2 separate regions of the Canis lupus genome follow, and region 1 is linked to region 2. Evidence: chromatin contacts called from public Hi-C data. All regions are on one chromosome and are shown on one strand. Each heading gives the region's core, a stretch centred on a gene start, on an enhancer-like site or on the middle of the called end of the contact. The rest is flanking DNA. Distances are from core to core; before and after follow the strand shown. Region 1 holds the start of GFOD1 (glucose-fructose oxidoreductase domain-containing protein 1). Region 2 holds the start of TBC1D7 (TBC1 domain family member 7).

The links. A called contact is a pair of places that touch in the nucleus more often than the background predicts.
Region 1: a Hi-C map of skin fibroblasts shows a contact between it and region 2, with 3 times the contacts expected there. The contact joins the promoter of GFOD1 here to the promoter of TBC1D7 in region 2. A contact is called at or near these places in 2 of 9 Hi-C or Micro-C datasets (amygdala and skin fibroblasts).

What each region holds. Positions count from the first base shown.
Region 1 is chr35:14,226,346-14,229,483 of UU_Cfam_GSD_1.0, reverse strand. GFOD1 (glucose-fructose oxidoreductase domain-containing protein 1) reads left to right here and starts at 1,331. Exons shown (of 2, transcript XM_038584197.1): 1 at 1,331-1,466.
Region 2 is chr35:14,089,352-14,092,604 of UU_Cfam_GSD_1.0, reverse strand. TBC1D7 (TBC1 domain family member 7) reads left to right here and starts at 1,448. Exons shown (of 9, transcript XR_005384343.1): 1 at 1,448-1,616.

The DNA.
Region 1 (3,138 bases), core at 82-2,581, 140 kb before region 2:
CACACGGAAGCTAAGGGTACAGTTCCCTTTAAAGGAACACAAACTACCTCTTGCTGGCTAGATATTGCTGCCCTGGCCAATGTAATTGGCTCTCACATGGAGCAATGATGTTGGTAACAGACCCTTCTCCATATTTATTTAACGTTTATCTAGAGCTTACTATGTGCCAGACACTATTCTAAGGCCTTTATAAAAATAACTCATCTAGTCCTTGAAAATCCTTTGTTTATGCCATTATTACCCTGACTTAACAGATATAGCTGTGGCACCAAAAAGGGGAAGTATTTTGCTTAAGGTCCCATGGCTAATAACGGCAGAGCCAAGAGTCAACCCCAGGTGCTCTGGCTCTGCTTCCAAGCCCGGTGCCCAGCTCCACATCTCCTGCTCCAGATGAACCGCTGCCATCGCTGACACATGGCCTGGCCTCTTGTGCCTAGAGGGTGCCTGGTGTCTGACACCATTGCCTGCACCCTCTGCCCTCGTAGGCGGTCCTGCCTTGCTTCTTACAAGACCTCTGCTCAAAAGAAGCCTGTCAGTACTGATGGCAATACTCCTTTTGTCTCAGACCTTCCCAGGCCGCTGGCAGCCACTCAGAGCACTCAGTGTCCTCTGTCCCTTTCTTCTAACGCCCTGAGGTCAGCCACCTCCCCCCATTGCAACACACGAGGCGCCGGCCTCATTGCCGGTTGTTACAAGTCGTTTCAAAAGCTTGCAAGTATCACGTTTTCCATTCCGGTGTCGAAGCCGACCCTGTGCCACATGGAGCTGAGAGCCGAAGGCAGGAGAGGGACATGCCAGGACCCCTGACCTCTCAAGAGACTCGGAGCTGGAAGCCGGGCCCCGTACGATTCAGCTTTGGGTCCCGGATCCCAGCACCAAGTGCGCACAAAGTGGACATTCAGTGAATATTTATTTACTTAGCAAATGTTTATTGAGTGCTTACTACTTACATGTCAGTGCGATCGGTGCCCAGGAAATGCGCGCAGGCGGGTGCCCGGCAGGCTTCAGCGGGGGGGGGGGGGGGGGGGGGGCTCCCTCCAAAGGAGCAGAGGGTGCGGGGGGGGGGGGGGGGGGGGGGGGGGAGGAAGCGGCGAAAGAAGCCGAAGCCAGAGGTCAAGGGACTGGCGGAGCTTCTGGCCGGGGCGTCCTCTCCATCTCGAAACCCAGGCGTGGACAGGCGTGCCGCAGCCCCCCGGGACCCCTCCCGTAGCGTCCACTGGGCCGCTGGCCTCACGGGGAGGGCAGAGCTCGGTAGCAAGGCTGGGCGCAGGGCGGGAGGGGTGGCGCGGGCCTGGAGCGAGCTCTCTCGGAGGGGGGCCTCCCCAGCCCAGCGCCCGGACTCCGCGTCGTAGCCTGGATGGCGGCGTCGGTGCGCGGCTCACCTCCTGCGTGACCTTGTGCGAGCCACTTACCCTCCCCTGGGCTCGATGACATTGTCAGTTAAATGGGTTTCCGATCACCTTAAGGTTGGTGCAAGGATTGAGAGGGGATGCCCGGAAAGCTTCCTTGGGGTGGTTCTGGGCGCGCAGGAAAGGCTCCCGCTCGGGGGCGCACACCTCGCTGGGACCCCCCCACCCCCACCCCCGGGTCCTCCCGGCCGGGTCGCCCGCCCGCCCCTTTCCCGGGGACTGACGACTGGCCCGGGCCGCGTGGGGCGCGGCGTGGGAAGCGGCGGCGAGCGGAGGAGGAGGCGAGGGCGAAGAAAGGGAAGGCGCCGAGGGGCGGCCGGCGCGCGGGGCGGGGCCGGGGGGCGGGGGGGGCCGGGGGCCGGGGGCGGGCGGGTTCCTGCGCCCCGCGCTGCGCGCACCCGGAGCCCCGGCGGCGGGGCGGGGGCGGGGGCGGGGGCGGGGGCGGCGCGCGGCGGCCAATGGCGCGCGGCGCTGCGGCGGGGGCGGGGCGGGGGCGGGGCGGCGACACCCGGCTGCTGACAGCCCAAGTCCCCAACTCCGCCCTCGTCCCCGCCGGAGCCCGAGCCCGAGCCCGAGCCCGAGCCCGAGCCCGAGCCGGCCTGGGGCCGAGGCCGCCCGAGCCGCGCCGCGCCGCGCCGCGAGCGGACATGGCAGCAGAATGAGGCCGGCGCCGGGTCGTGGCCGCCGGCGCCGCGCTGCAGCTCGAGACCCGCGTCCCGGCGCCCCGCGGACCGCGCGCGTAGCCGGCCTCCCGCTGGCCGCCCGCTTCTTGCGCTCCGAGCCCCGGGCGCGCGCGCGGCAGTCGGGGGACCCGGCGGGGCGGACCACTCGGGCGTGCGACTGTCCGGCTGCGGGAAGCCGCGGGAGGCGGCGGGCCCCGGGCTGCGGCGGCGCGGGCGCGGGCGCGGGCGCGGGCGCGGGCATGAGCCGGCCATGGGGCGGCCTCGGCGGGGCTCGCGGAGCCGGCCGGCGCTGCGGCGGGGCCGCTGCCTGAGCCGGGGCCCCGGGGGGGTCCCTGCCGCCGCCCCCGGGAGGGACGAGGGCCCCGCGTGGCGGACACTGCAGCAGACGCCGCGCTGAGGCTGCCCGAGCTGCTCCGCCTGCGGCTGGGGCGCGCTCGGCAGCCGGGCGCCTTGGCCGGGCCCTGGGTGGCGGGCGCCCCGCGGCGAGCGCCGGGTGCAGGAGCGGCCCGAGGGGCGTGTGTGTGTGTGTGTGTGTGTGAGTGTGTGCGCGCGCGCGAGCGTGTGCGACCGGGGAGCTGAGCCCGAGCAGGACCCGTGGCCGGAGCAGCCATGCTTCCCGGGGTGGGCGTGTTCGGCACCAGCCTCACGGCCCGTGTCATCATCCCGCTGCTCAAAGACGAGGGCTTCGCGGTGAAGGCGCTGTGGGGCCGCACGCAGGAGGAAGCGGAGGAGCTGGCCAAGGAGATGAGCGTCCCCTTCTACACCAGCCGCATTGACGAGGTGCTGCTGCACCAGGACGTGGACCTGGTGTGCATCAACCTGCCGCCGCCCCTCACCAGGCAGATCGCGGTCAAAACCCTGGGTGAGCGACCCCCCCCTCCCCTCCGCCCCCCGGCTTCTCCCCTCGCCTGCTGCTCTTCTGCTCTCGCCCCCTCTTCACCCCCGAGGCTCGCGGGGCCTCCGCGCCGCCCCCCCCACCCCCGCCGCCGGGCTCGCCGCTCTCCGCCGGCGCCACCTGGACGCGCCTTCCCACGTGCGTGGCGCGG
Region 2 (3,253 bases), core at 199-2,698:
TGATCCTACACAGTCCCACGTCGGGCTCCTGGCATGGAGCCTGCTTCTCTCTCCTCCTGTGTCTCTGCCTCTCTCTCTCTCTCTCTCATGTCTATAATGAATAAATAAAGAAAAAAAAAAAAAAGAATGAAGCTACCAACTTCTTAAAAAAAAATAGAGCTCTGACTCACAACCTGCAGCAACCTAGCTAGAAAACCAACACCGGGCAGCCTGGGGTGGTGGTGGTGGTGGTGGTGGTGGTGGTGGTGGTGGTGGTGGTGGTGGTGGTGGTGGTGGTGGTGGTGGTAGGGGGGGTGAGGGGAGGGGGCTCAGCGGTTTAGCGCTTGCCTTTGGCTCAGGTCGTGACCCTGGAAACCTGGGTTCGAGTCCCACGTCGGGCTCCCTGCGTGGAGCCTGCTTCTCCCTCTGCCTGTGTCTCTGCCTCTCTCTCGCTCTGTCTCTGTGTCTCTCATGAATAAATAAATAAAATATTTAAAAAAATAAAGAAAACCAATGCCTATCTGTAATAACTAGCCTAGGAAGCCTGCCTGCTATGAGCCAGACTTAAAGGAAGCCAGATTGCTAGCTTTAGGAACAAGCCCAGGAAGCTAATCAATAAATGATAGTAACATTTGGCCCCAGGTGGCCAGGATTTGATTAATAACTGCCAGCTTCTCTGATTTTTGTCCCAACTTCGGACCATAGAAAGCCACACACGGCTGATGGAGGCTCGGATCACCCAGGTTGCCCCCCTCTAACTAGTCTCGCGCTCCCCCCCCCCCCCCATCAACCATCTCCACTCCTCCGCCGCCTTGGAGAAAACTCAAGGGAGGGTGGCTCTGTTGCACAGCGAGCTGTGAATAAATTCCCTTTGCATTTTTAAAAAGGATTTTATTTATTTCTTCATGAGAGACAGAGAGAGAGAGAGAGAGAGGCAGACACAGGAGGAGGGAGAAGCAGGCTCCATGCAGGGAGCCCCCTGGGGGACTCGATCCCGGGTCTCCGGGGTCACGCCCTGGGCTGAAGGCAGGCGCGGAGCCGCTGAGCCACTCAGGGCTTCCCCCTTTGCATTTTTCATGCAGCTGGTCTTCACATACCGAAAGAATTAAAAAGGAAACAAACAACCAAAGCAGGAGTCTGCCACCTGTCTGCGGAGCATCTCACCAGGCTCCCAGGTGTCCTGCAGGTGGGGAGCTCCCCGCCGCCCCGCCCTGGAGGAGAGAGCATCCCAAGCACCGGCCGCCAGGACAGCGCGCACAAGGGGACGAGGCGGCGGCGAGATTCTCCGGGCCAGAGCGGGGTGGGGGGCGGGGGGAGCTAGAGGATGGTGCCCGGGGCGCGTGCGGCGCGGAAGCGCGAGCCTCGGACCCAGGGCGCTCAGGCGCGTGGAGCTTCTGCGCATGCTCTGGAGGGCTGCCACTCTCGGCGCCGCCCCGCCCAGGGCGCTGACGTCACGTCCGGCGACGGCGGCTGCGAGGCGCTGGCCTCCCGGGCGCGGGGGTCGCCGCGGGGCGCGTCGGTGTCGTCCGCGGCCCTCGGGTCGCGCGGCTGCCCCCGGACCGCTTAGTCCCAAGCCGGGTGCGGTTTCCTCTCCTGGAGGTGAAGCGGAGTGAGGGGGCCTGGGCCCTCGGACCAGGGTGTGTTTGCATCGGGGCCGGGGGCGCATTTGCAGTGTTTCCTCCCGCAGGACCCGCATTCCGCTGTAGTGCAATCCGAGGATGGCGGCTTGTTACTTGTTTTTTGTGTTTTAAAGATTTTGTTTATTCATGAGAGACACAGGCAGAGGGAGAAGCAGGCTCCGTGCAGGGATGCCCGGCGCGGGATTCGATCCCAGGACCCCGGGGTCACGCCCTGGGCCGAAGGCGGCGCTGACCGCTGAGCCACCCGGGCTGCCCCGAGGATGGCGTTTCATCCGCCTGCAGCTGTTTGGATACTGCTTCCAAAGGAATCCCCCAACTCACGAGCGGCTTTAGTGCCTTGGAATTTTGTTTTTTCAAAAAAAAACAAAACAACAAAACAAAACAAAAAAACACATTTGGGCCCCAGAGCTCAGAACCCTTGAGAATTTCTGATTGGTAAATGATCCCTCCTCTTCCTGGAATTGAAGGGACTGCGAGCATATCTTTTTTTTTTTTTTTTTTTTTTAATTATATGCCTCTTTTTTTCTTTTTTATTTTTTTTTTGAAAAAATATTTATTATTTATTTATTTATTTATTTATTTATTTATTTATTTATTTATTTATTTGAGAGAGAGAGAGAGGCAGAGGGAGAAGCAGGCTCCACGCAGGGAGCCCGACGTGGGACTCGATCCTGGGACTCGGGGATCACGCCCTGGGTGGAAGGCGGCGCTAACCGCTGAGCCACCCGAGCTGCCCTGAACATATTTTTTCAATAAGGAAGACTGTGGCTGGCTGGAACACAACCATCCTCGGGTCACTGGAGGCTTCTCAGGATTTCTAAAACTTGGGGATTATACATATATGTGATATATGTGTGTGTATATATATATGTATTTTTTTTTTTTTTTGCATGGGTATTTTAAGTATTTCAGTCAGGCGTGCAGTACTTCCTGAAAAATCCATTACATTCATTTTATGCTTAAAAGGCCAACCTAATTTGACCTTTTCCCTGTTGACTTGCCCTCAGTCTTAGGAACATTTATGGTGAAGGAACTTGAGGCCGCTGAATTGTCTTGAGTTCTGATGCCACATTTTTTTTTTTTTTAAAGATTTTATTTATTCATGAGAGACACACAGAGAGCTGATGCCACATTTTAAGTTCGTTGTTCTGTCCCCAGCTTTGTGGCCTCGCTTGTGAACAGGCTACGCTCCTGCCCCTCTTCTGGTTTGCAGTTTGGTGCTGCTCCTCTCTGGTGGGTTCTGGATTTGGGTAATTGCATTTGATAGGACTGTGTTTGAAGGGAAACTCAACGAGAAGCATGTGGCTTTTTACTTTGATAGCTTAGTTTTTCATTTTACAAAATGCCCATTTGACGATATAGCTAAGCAAAAGAAAGAAGATTTAAACCACCTGGAATCCTCCCATTGAAAGATAATAAATTGCCAGTGCTTTAGAATAGAGTCCAGTTTTTTTTTTTTTAATTTTTTTTTTATTATTATTTATTTATGATAGTCACACACAGAGAGAGAGAGAGAGAGGCAGAGACACAGGCAGAGGGAGAAGCAGGCTCCATGCACCGGGAGCCCGACGTGGGATTCGATCCCGGGTCTCCAGGATCGCGCCCTGGGCCAAAGGCAGGCGCTAAACCGCTGC